2 separate regions of the Mus musculus genome follow, and region 2 is linked to region 1. The links are chromatin contacts, called in public promoter capture Hi-C maps. All regions are on one chromosome and are shown on one strand. Each heading gives the region's core, a stretch centred on a gene start, on an enhancer-like site or on the middle of the called end of the contact. The rest is flanking DNA. Distances are from core to core; before and after follow the strand shown.

Region 1 (6,077 bases), core at 443-2,942:
GTTGTATCTCTGAGGTTACCAAGAAAGCATTATTTTTCTCCATTTCCCATTCTTCTGATAAATGAGTGGTAGTGGTGATGGAGATGTCTTGTATGCAATAACAATTTGATGATCTTTCTCAAGGAGTTTAGTACATGTCTTCTCTATACGTGAGGGGTTTTGTGGAGGAAATTCCTAGAAAAATCAAAGATTTATAGCTGGCGGGGGAGAAAGGCCTTCTGCAGGCGTTGATCACACAGGATCCTTGCCTGCTGCTGAGGTACTGCAACTAGGGGGGCTCCTTTTATTCTCATGTTCCCACGCTTTGCCCACCCTTCTATCTATCTTGCCTCAGAGAGCTTACCTAGTGTGCTATCTTAGTTAGGGTTCTATCGCTGTGAGCAGATACCATGACCAAGGCAACTCTTATAAGGACAACATTTCATTGGGGCTGGCTTACAGGTTCAGAGATTCAGTCCATTATCATCAAGATAGGAACATGGCAGCATCCAGGCAGGCATGGTGCAGGAGGAGCTGAGAGTTCTACATCTTCATCTGAAGGCTGCTAGCAGAACACTGACTTCCAGGCAGCTAGGATGATGGTCTTAAAGTCCACACCCACAGTGACACACCTACTCCAACAGGGCCACACTTCCAAATAGTCCCACTCCCTGGATGGAGCACATACAAACCACCACACTCCACATGCTATAAAGAAGAGAAAACTGGACAGACACATACAGAGGAAAGAACACATAAAGAGAGAGAGCACCAGGCACGATGGCACATGCCTTTAATCCAATTTCTGTGCTTACAGAGCCAGCCTGGTCTACATAGTGAGCCACAGGACATAGAAGAATACATAGTGGGACCCTGTCTCCAGAAGAAGTAGAAGAGGGGGAGGAGGAGGAAGACGAAGGAAAGGAGGAGGAAGAGGAAAAAAGAGGTAGCCTCAGAAGAGTCAAGACCTTAGCCCTCAGGTCCCCCAAACCGGGAGAGTATAGCCTGTGTGGCGCTGTGTTCTCACAGCCCAGTACTGAGTACTCAGTACTGAGTACTGTAACCAGAGCATCCATACTGTACCCAGGTACAGAGCAGGTCAGTCATGAATGTGTCCTTGGATTTCCTCCAAGTTTTTTTTCTTAAGACGCTGACTGTGGAATCCCCCTGAAATCAGGGGACGTGCCTCTTCTGAAATCTCCATGGCCCTCTCCGAGAAAAGCTTCCTGTCTGAGTCTTTGTGAAAGCAGAAGGCCTGAGTTCCGAAGCCATTCACAACAGCCCCTCCTCCACGCTGTTCATGCTGCGCTGCTTCTGCCTAGAAGGCTGCCTGTCATTCCTGAGTGTGAGCCCCTGCGGTCCCTCGGTCCTCTCCCACCAGCACTCCGGAGCAGTGTATGGCTCACACCTGGTGCCCCAGGCATTACAGAAAACTTCCCTAACAGGTCTCTGCTCTCTGCTTCTCAGCTCGGGCAAGCATAGGGGGCACTGGAGTGAACGTCCTAGACTGGCCTGGAGCTGCAGCCCTTGGCTGGAGAGAGGAGACTTTCTGGGCTTGAGCACTAGGGGGTAAAAACCTCCCATTTATCTTACCTCTGGCAGTGGTCAGGATCTGACAATCCTCGGTGGTCCCCAGCCCCCGCTGCTGCATCCTCCTCCCCTAGCCCCACCTCCCTAACCTCTCCTCCACTAATCTCCACCTCCCCAGCTTCCCTTAGGGCCCTCCCTAGCCTCCCCTCCCCAGTCTCTCCCTGTCAAGCTCCGATCAGGCTCAGGCAAGCTCCGGGACTGTGGCTGATCAAAGGTTAGAGTGGTTGTCTCTGGAATGAAAGGGGTGGAACTTTTCTGAAAGCGAAAGTATGGGGTCCGAGTAGAGAGTGGGTCAGGGCGGTCCTGTGGCTGGGAAGTCCCAGCTGTTGGTCCACCAGTTGGGCTGTGCTGGCAGCCATCTCTCTCCTGGACCTGGTCTCAGGATCCTGCTTGGCTGGCTTGCTTAGGACCTCTGCTGCCTGGGTGCAGTTGTCTGCGTGCCTATCAGGTAAGACCCAGCCAGGTGGGGCAGGAGGATGTGAGGGTGTTTGGGGCCGTGGGTGGGGACCCAAGAGGCTGAGACTACTCTGGCTGTGTTAGTTGGCTTTGTTGTCAAGGGTCTGGGCTCCAAGCCCAGGACGGCTGAACTAGAATACCAACTCAGCCACAGGAGATATACGCACATCCGAACACATAAACAGCCACACACACTTGCAGAGAGCAGAGACATCCATGAGGCCTACAGACACAGACACGGAAGACGCACACACATATTACAAGACAATCACACACACGGCGAGGCACTGGAGCTAGCTAGCACGAAGATCTGAAAGAGGTACCACAGGTTCACAATCATGGCAGGGCCACACCATTCCTTGGGTACCTGACATTTATTTATTGGCCCCATCATGGGTCTGAGCCAGGCTCATTCCTTGCTCCCTGGAGGCTCCTGGCCAAGTGGCAGAAAGATCTCAGATCATATAACTACTATCTAGGGCTGGAGCTAGACCCAGAAAAGGGTGAGCTTCTCAGAGGAAGAGCCCCAAGGAAGCTCTCAGCAGCTGGAAGATGAGGGGCAACTCCCAGAAAGGCTTGGACAGGGAATGAGTCCTGGGACGCAGAGGGGCAACAGAGAAAAGCAAGACAAACCCGAGGAAAAGCCTTGTGTGCCTACTTAAGAAGTCTGTCCTTCAGTGAAAGTCTGTCCTTCAGTGGGGGGTGGCTACCAGGGATGTTTTTATTTTGGCAACTGTGAAGGGAGCCTGTGTCTTTTTTAAAATAGGCCTGGCTGGCACATAGAACAGCTACTGATCGTGTTTGCAAAATCAACACATGGAATTTACTAAACTCTTGTTATTCCCATAATAACCGCGCTTAGGATTTTTCGGAACTGCTTGCTTCTGACATTTGCAGCTCTTACTGATTTTCCTAGCTTGTTGATTTCACTAGATCTCGAAGGCGAGCACTGAGGCGGATTGAAACCATATTTTCTTGCCCTGTTCCATATTTTCAGGAAAGGACTCAGCTTGCAGGGAAGGTTTCAAGGCACGGACGCCACAACCTGCTGGCAGTGGTTGCCCCTGGGGCTTTGAAGGACAGGGGATAGCCTGGTCCTACGGTAGGTGGGGAGGAAGGATGTCGTTCGTCCCAGAGAGAAACAGAGAGTGGGAGTTGGTGCAAGAGGGAAGGTCTAGAAAAAAGTAGAAACAAGGCCAGATGTGGGGGAGATCTAGACCTAACCTCATGGCCACAGCTGGAGGGGCCATGCTGACTTCCCTGTACCTAGCCTTGCAGTTGGTACTGACCGGGAAAGAGGTGAGCTCAGGGCCCAGACTGTCATGGATCTGCAGGATCTCCAGCCTTAACGCCAAGTCAGTCAGGGAGTGACAGCAGTGGAAATGGGCGCTGGAGGATCAGGACGGGCCTTGTGGCCACAGAGGGAAGGCATGGGGATAGGGTCCATGATCATCCCGGTGGGCACCAGATCATCCCAGTGGGCACCAGAATGACACCTGACCAGGCCATCCTTGAGTGGGGCACCCACCCACCCTAGAAAGTCCATACTTCTGAACTGCACTCTCGGGTGAAAGAGAGAGGAGGCAGACAGACTCTCAAGCCTGGAGGAGACTCTGACACAGTAGAGTCAGCCCTGAGGAGCCACGGAGCAGATGACACAGAGCTGAGGGTTCCTTGGATGACAGGAAGTCACTGTGTCCTAAAAAACAGGTCCAATGTGGAGACCAAAGAGAGAGGGGATCAGGAGGGGACACAGCTCGAGGGGGGACCAAAACTGGCACACTCAGCAGGATGGAGGAGGTCCCATGCGCTAACATGCATGCCCAGGAGTGAAGCAAAGAATTGTTGATCTAGAAAGAGAAGAATTTGAATGCCAAGCTATAGGGCTTGGGGTGGCTTGAGGGTACTGGGGGAGTCACATAAGGGGGGGTCAAGAATGGTTTGGGTAGCTGCTGAGAGCTGCAGAGCCAAAAGAGATGTGGCTGCAGCCAGAGGGGCTGTTTGGTGGCCGCGATGGCTCTTTAGGACAGGCCTGGCTTGATATGAAGGTGGGTGAGTACCATGAGCCCAGAGACTCCTGTGTAGCCTTGAGATTTCACGTGTCCAGGTGTCCCTCCCTATCCAGAATCTGCCCCCAGGCTCCCCTGCAAGGACTGCCAAGTCTGACTCTCTTGTGGTCCTCACAGAGAAAGAACTTTTTTGGGGGTGACATCTGATCCTCTAGTCAGGAGCACACACCGGCCACCCGTTGTTCATAGCTTCTGAAGAGACATGGTGGGCCAGGCTGAGTGGCTGGAGGCTGGATCCTTCCCCTTTCTGAGCAGTGGGTTCCTCAAATGGAACAGATAACACGCCTCAGGGGGAATTGTGGGGACCACATCTGCATCAGCACTGGGAGGGACACATAGTCAGTGCTTTGTAAATCAAGATGAACTCTTACCAACCAAGGCAGGGACCCGTCTTATCCTTTCCCAACACCCCTGTGGTCAGGGAGTCCAGAGAATGCAGCAGGGGCAGGTGCCATCTCTCACACTAGGCACGGAAGGTCACCTTAGATGAAGGAGCTGGCCAGAGACTGCCATTTAATGTCAGCTCTGTGTGGGGCAGGGTCCCTGAACCTGGGTGGCAGGCCAGATGATGACCTGTGGTCAGGGTGGGGCTGATAAGGCCCCAACCAATCATCTGAGCTTCCCTCCCTCTACTGGGCTTCCGTGAAGCTGCTGGTGGCCTCTGGAGCTCCAGAAATCCAGGTCTCAGCTGACTCTAGCAGATTCCTTGCTGGAGGGCGAAACCCTAGGGGGCAGCCTCTGTCCAGCATGCCTTAAGTCCAGGGAAGGGCAGTTGCTTTCTGACTCACCCAGGGGTCTGGCCGACTTAGATTTGTCCTGGTATGGTAAGAAGCCCTAAAGAAGGCTGGGAGCTATGCCTCTATTGGGTCAAGCCTTTCTTCCTCCTCCTCTTCCTCCTCTTCCTCCCCCTCCTCTTCTTTCTTTTTTAAAAAGATTTATTTATTTGCTTCTTTATGGTGTGCGTGTACGTGTGCATGTGCGTGCGTGTGTGTGTGTGTGTGTGTGTGTGTGTGTGTGTTGCTTGGATGTATGTCTGTGTACCATGTGTGTGCCCAGTGCCCTCGAAGGTAGGAAGAGCCTATTGGTTGCCCTGGAACTGGAGTTACAAATGGCTGTGAGCCACTGTGTGGGTGCTGGAAATTGAACATGGGTCCTCTGCAAGAGCAAGTAGTGCTCCTAACCACTGAACCATCTTTTCAGCTCCATCCAACCCTTCTTTTAGCTCAGTTTCTCAAAGAGCATAGGGAGAGCTTGCTGGCCCAATCACCATCCCCCACTTTTGTCTGGCTTGCACAATGTGGTGGGCAGGAGGTTCCAGTGGCCGGGAAGGCTGTCTCTTCTCTTTCACCCCTAGCTAAATATACAGTCAGAAAAGCAAACAACCAGGCTTTGCTAGCGAAAGGGAATGTGGTGGTGGTGCCTGGCAGGGGCCTGAGCAGGGGGTGTGACCCATGAGACCCCCACCACCACACACCCCGTGTGGTGAAGGTTGGGGTTTGGCAAGAGGGGGGAATGCAGTAGGTAGGAAATACATTGGGATTCCTCAGCTCCAGGTTAAATATAGACCTGAAGCCCCTCCCACCACCTTCCCTTCAGGCTGTGTGGTGAAGATAAGTGGCTGGGTGCCTGAGGCTAGGGCTCTAGGGCACCACTGTACCCTCCTCCAGATCCCAGGCTCCGGCCCCAGAAGGGAAAGCCTCTTAAGAAGCTTCCGGTTTGAGCAGCCAAGATCCTGCCTTTCGAGCTGAAGGGGTGAGTCCACGTCTCTGGAGGGGTGAAGGGGGGCTGTGGGAAGGAGGGATGGGGAAAGGTTTAGGCCTTAGAATCTAAAATCCTAGAAATTTGGGATGTGGGTCCTGGGCTCTGCCCTTGTGGGTTGTGGGTTGGGCTGGTTCCCAGAATAAGCAAGCTCAATACTCCTTTGAGTCCAACTGGGAATTCCTCAGGCTCTGTGAAGGTGGACACCTGGGAGAGAGCCTCTGG
Region 2 (5,567 bases), core at 23-2,522, 480 kb before region 1:
TACTGTCCTCGGGCAAGTGCACACTTACTCGTGTGGCACCTAGGGTAGCCTGGCCAGAACCTTTGGGGATGTACACGTCAGCTGGGAAGGGATGATGCTTGTCACTGAAGGGCACTTAATATAAGATGTTGGCTTACTGTGTATTTCATTCATCAGACCAGAGACATTACAGACATGTGGGACAGTCATTGAAGCAGGGGTTCCTGCTGCTGTATTTGTTGGACATCTTACATTCTGTGTTGGCATGTTACCAGATACGGGGTTTAACATAGAACTATTTTTTTTTTCTTTTTTTGAGGTAGATATCTGTGTAACCCTGGCTGCCCCAGAAGTCACAGAGATCTTCCTACCTCTGGCCCGAAAGTGCTGGGATGGAAGCCCTGTGCCACTACCCAGACACAGAACGTTTTAAGCACTTCGCTCCTAGGGGCTTATTGAGGCTTTGCAGCTAAAGGCTGCTGCGGTGTTGAAAGGAGCATTAGTGAGCCCTTGTGCGTTTGACAAGTTTAAAGGTTGGCCTCTAATCCATACGCGTCATTCCTATTCCAACTTCTGAGCATTGCACTAATGAAATTCGGTGTCTAGTGAAATGTCCATTTCACTGGACATTGTTGTACTAAGATCATTTTTACTTAACAGGTTTTTTCTTTTTCTTCTTCTTCTTTTTATGGGGGTGTGAGAGCAGAGTCTCACCAAATGGCTGAGGCTAGTCTGGAACTTACTGTGTAGCTCAGACCGGCTCTAAACTCATGAGCTTCCTGTTTCTACTTCCCAAATTCTGGAGCTAGAAAGATTAATTTTTTCTTGAGCCAAATGCTTTTTCAGTACTCTCGTTGTGTGTGTAGAGTCATGCCTTACTGTGAATGTTCTCATTTTAAATCAGAAGGTGGAAGCAAGAGCACCTGCCCCAGTTCCCTCGAGTCAACCCCCTGCTCCGAGCTCCCTGCCGACAGCCCCCAGTCCCTGAACACAGACCTCTTGTCCATGACCTCAAGTGCTCTGGGCAGTAGTATGGATCAGCTAAGCACAGAATCTCCAGAGCAGGAGAGCAACCTCGGGGGTGAGGTGAATGGAATCTCACAGGAAAACAGTGGTCCTGAAGCGTTCCATGTCCTAGAGCTGCCTGGCCCTGCCCCTGGCCCTGCCTCTACCCCCACGGATGAAGAAAACTGCACTGGGAAGGAAGCGTCCCAGTGTAGCCACACACAGGACACAGACCTGCTCAGTGGAGTGCTGACTTTACCCTTGCAGCCAGAGGAGGATGTGGGAGGTGCTGACATCATCTCAGGCCTTGATGAGCAGCCTGGTCCTGCTGCTGATGCAGCAGTACATACAGAGTTCTGCCTGCGGGGACAGAACAGCTCTGCTGAGGAGCAGGAGGCAGACACCATGGAGTTCAGTGACCCCCAGAGCACGTTTTCTGAAGCTCCTCTTCTGGACTCAAGTATGCTGCCTTCCAGCCTCAGCTGGCCCCCAGGTGCTGAGCAGTGGCTGCCTGGGATTGGAGTGTATGACATCACCACCGAGACGGCCAGCCCAGAAGCAGACATCCTGACCCATGTGGCGGTCCCTAGCCACCTGAGCTCAAATCCTTGGCATTTACTAACTGACAGTAACACAGGTCAGAAGGAAACACCCACTTTTCAATGTGACATGGGAAATGTGGAAGGACAGGTGACTCCTCTTGCCTCTGCCTCAGTGGCCAGCACCCATGCACATTGGCTGGACCAACCTTTCCAGGATCAGGCAGTGACATCCAGTGATGAGGAAGACATTTATGCCCACGGACTCCCATCTTCATCCTCAGAGACAAGTGTCACAGAGCTTGGAGCTGGTCGCTCTCTGCAGGACCTGAGCCAACCAGGTGCTGAGGAAACCACCCTGCTCAAGGCAGATCAGGTCTGTGTGCTGATGCAGGAAACATAACTAGTGTGGTGGCCATGGCAGCTGCTGCTTTTCCTTTAAAGAGCATGCATGGCAGACTCAACCATTTTCCTTCTTATGGAAATTGTAGTACAGCACAATCGCAGCTTTGAAGTCTGGGTTTGGGGGAATTTCCAATTCAGACACTCTGAATCATTTGAACTATATTACTTCTGATCCGGCTCAGTTAACCTCCTACCAACAAAAGTGTAATCTTTCAAGGCCACAGCAGTATGGGCCCTTAAGGTAGCCTGAGGTCATTGGAACACCACTGTGCAGAGGACTGTTTGCTCTGAGCACGTATGTGATGTATAGTTCCTGCCTTCCCCATAGTCCATTCACTCGTAGGTACATCAGTGTGAACTGGGGACCTCTCTAGAAATGCTGCTTCTGCAGTGTCCTCATAGAGCCCAGGACACACTGCAGAGGGAAGCCCCAGTCTGCTGTGGGGCCTCTTGACCAGTGCAATTTATTGTTCTTGGGAGTTTTATATTTAAAATTACTTTTAAAAACAGGGTTTCTAACTCATTCTGTGCACCACACTGACCTTGAATTCAGAATTCCACCTGCCTCTGCCTTCTGAGTGCTGGCATCAAAGTCTCGTGCCACTACGCCCAGCCCTAAAAATGATGTTTAAGTACTGATTTTCTTTGGCATAGCAAATATGTTTGGCTTCAGAGCTAGCCGTGTACCAGCACATTCCCTAGGAGCTGATGTGAGGCCCACTCCTGCATCATCAGAGCTGAGAGCACGACGCTTACCAGCTTGCACCATGTGCAGCTCCGGGCTGAGCACTTCACACACTTAAATCACTTCTGTAAAAACAAACTAGGGGGGCTGGAGAGATGGCTCAGCAGGTGAGAGCACTTAGGTCAGAGCACTGACTAGTCTTCCAGGGGTCCTTCCTGAGGTCAATTCCCAGCAACCACATGGTGCTCACAGCCATCTGTGATGGGATCCGATGCCCTCTTCTGGGGTGTCTGAGGACAGTGGCAGTGTACTCATAAGTAAATCAATCTGTAAAAAAAAAAAAACCCAAAAAACAAAAAAAAAACAAACAAAATAGGACCCAGGTTTAGTTGCCCCGTTGTATGGAGGAGGAAGTTGAGCCTCAGAATGGTAAAGTAGTGCATGCACCGGATCACGCTACAAGTGAAGTCAGGGTAGCCCAGGACTTCCCCGTCTCTGTGTTCTATCTTAGAAGTGAATGTACAGAACTTGGCGGCTTGTTCTGCATCCTGTGTTCATCTTTTCAGTGCACTGCTTCCTAAGTGCTCTTAACTGACAGTGTATGTGTCCATGCTGGGAGCTCACTGCAAGTGGCAGCTAGCTGTCACTATGGGAAGAGCTATGGGAAACCACAGCAGTGTGGTCACCTGATATAGAGTGTTAGTTGGCAGATCACATCTGTTGGTATATCTTAGAACTTTAGCTTAAGAAAGCCCTCGCCCATGGAAAAGGATCCTGGAGCTCTGAAGTTATCTACCAAGCTTTGCTGTACCTGGTCTTGCTCCAAATAGCAGAAAAGCTGAGAAATGTTGGGTTGTTTGTTTGTTTTATAGGACAAGGGCTAAGTGAAAAGTTTGCTATGGTGAACAAAGCCAGGTGGAGAAAAGGTAGAAACCATTCTCTTTCATAACACTAGCTTCCATATCAGGTATTTGTACAAGTGTGTCTAAAGTAAACCTTTTTTAGCTTTGACTTTTAAACAAATCCTAGCACCATGGGACCAGCATGACAGGTCAGTGGGTTAGGGCTGACACCAAGCTTGAGGACCTGAGTGCCGTCTCTAGGATCCATATGGTGGAAGGACAGAACCAGCTCTCACAAGTCTTCTGCCTGCCACACATGTGCTATGTATAAGGCACACTCGTGTGTGTGTGTGCATACACATGGTTACATTAGACAAGTAATACAAATGAAAAGAATAGCAACAAAGCTTTAGTGTGCAGAATTGAGACAGAATCTCATCCACACTTCCCCAGCTGTTCCCATACAGCAGGCCAGGAGTCCAGAGGTTAGCACAGGGCTTGAAAGACTGTAGTGTAGATAGTTGTGATGCTGTTCCCATAGGGTATCTGTCATAAGTTAAGTGTACAGAAAGATGATTTACATACATGTGTTGATGACCTTGTATAAAGTAAGGTCTCTTGATGTGATGTCATGTAGTCCTAAGCATTCATGGCCTGTATTCTGTGCAGGGCATGTGCACCAGGATAGCTATAAACATAGCCCAATTGTCAAATCATGAACTTACTTTAAATGTTATGCTTTCTGTTGCAGACTTTTTTGTGGGAGGGGTTGTATGGTTCTTGAGTGTGGACTTGCAAGGTGACAATGTCTTGTTTTGACGAGTGGTTGGTTACACCTTCGAGCATTACTTAGGAAGGGTATTATGCTGTGTGAAAGTGTTATCCAAGGATGCTATGGGATCTTCCACAAGGACCAGAACTCCTATTCCAGAATGTTTCTGGGACTGGATCCAAGGAGAGCGGGGTTAGGCAAGGCTTCTCAAGGATCCTTTGACGTCAGTATCCTGCCTACTTGCCTTGTTGGTAACAGTGTGATGAAGGCAGCCGTGTCCCCTGCACAGAACTCACTGGCCTCTGTCCTTGTTAGTTTGCAGAGAGCTGGATGGGCTACTCGGCTCCTGGCTATGGCATCCTCAGCTTGGCGGTCTCGGAAAAGTTTCTCTGGTGCCTGGACTACAAAGGTGGCCTGTTCTGCAGTCCCCTGCCTGGTGCAGGGCTGCGCTGGCAGAGGTTTGAAGATGCTGTCCAGCAGATGGCAGTCTCTCCCTCAGGTTTGCCTCCCAGCTCCTACTTCCCAACCCCCAACACAGCTCCCAGCTCCTAGGGCAGCTCTCCTTTGGCAACAGCAGTGTCAACAGATTGACCTTCCTGCCAGCTTAGCTGGGTACTGTTAAAGATCATGAATGCTTCCTTTGACACTGGTTAGGGTGATGGGTGTTCGGCATACTTGCTTGATTTTTTTGGTTTTTTATTTTATTAATTACAGAAATAACACAAGGAACATATTTTTGTAAGCTATACAAATAATTTGAGTTTTGAGGTTTTTTTTTTATTTTCTCCCCATGTTGGAACATTAAATCCTCATAAAAATAACATATTTCGGTTTGTCAGTGTTGCTCTAAAACAACTGAAGTAGTGAGGCCAGGCCAGGCCTGTAGGTGTGTGCTGGATGTTCCCTGACTGCAGTCGCAAAGGCCTCACACTTTTGTGCATTGTTTCGCATTTTAGTGAACCCAGGAGACTTATTTTGAATACAGTCTGTTAGGCTGAGATAACTCCCTCATCTATGGAGACTCGTGTACTTGTGGTTTTCTTTATTTCTGTTTGTTTTGGTTTTAGACATGGCTGTATAGCACAAGCTGACCTTGAATTCACTGTGGAGTTCTGGCTGGCCTCAGACTGGGTCCTCCTGCCTCAGCCTCCCAAGAGCTGGGCTTATAGGCATAACCCCACTATACTTCATTCGCATTTTCCTAATGCTAGATATGTGCTTATCTCTTTTGAAGCAGTGGGCATCGTGGAGGAGAAACAAAAGAAAGGGCATTCTTGTTAAAGTATTAGTTTATTAGTTGTTTGCTCACTTTCTTTCAGTTTGCTTGACACTTATTTTCC

The links. Promoter capture Hi-C pulls out the DNA fragments that hold promoters and counts their contacts.
Region 2: a contact with region 1 is called in a promoter capture Hi-C map of hippocampal neurons, with 3 times the contacts expected there. The contact joins the enhancer-like site here to the promoter of Exoc3l4 in region 1. A contact is called at or near these places in 11 of 39 promoter capture datasets (the 3T3-L1 cell line, the HPC-7 cell line, HPC-7-derived erythroid cells and 6 more), 9 of 484 Hi-C or Micro-C datasets (B cells, the G1E-ER4 cell line, cardiomyocytes and 4 more), 3 of 115 datasets of contacts at active chromatin or transcription factors (astrocytes, bone marrow-derived macrophages and pancreatic cancer cells) and 1 of 9 other capture datasets (embryonic stem cells).

What each region holds. Positions count from the first base shown.
Region 1 is chr12:111,415,738-111,421,814 of GRCm38.p6, forward strand. Exoc3l4 (exocyst complex component 3-like 4) reads left to right here and starts at 1,693. Exons shown (of 14, transcript NM_001289487.1): 1 at 1,693-2,017; 2 at 3,023-3,127; 3 at 5,762-5,846.
Region 2 is chr12:110,931,734-110,937,300 of GRCm38.p6, forward strand. It overlaps Tecpr2 (tectonin beta-propeller repeat containing 2), which reads left to right. Exons shown (of 20, transcript NM_001289510.1): 9 at 884-1,899; 10 at 4,543-4,726. Among named protein-coding and RNA genes, the nearest start is that of Ankrd9, 45 kb to the right of the region's middle. Within about 2 kb of position 1,273, at least 29 of the 459 cell types and tissues checked have an H3K27ac peak or open chromatin away from gene starts, as enhancers often do. A contact at or near this core is called in bone marrow-derived macrophages, cerebral cortex and hippocampal neurons, where this site is marked.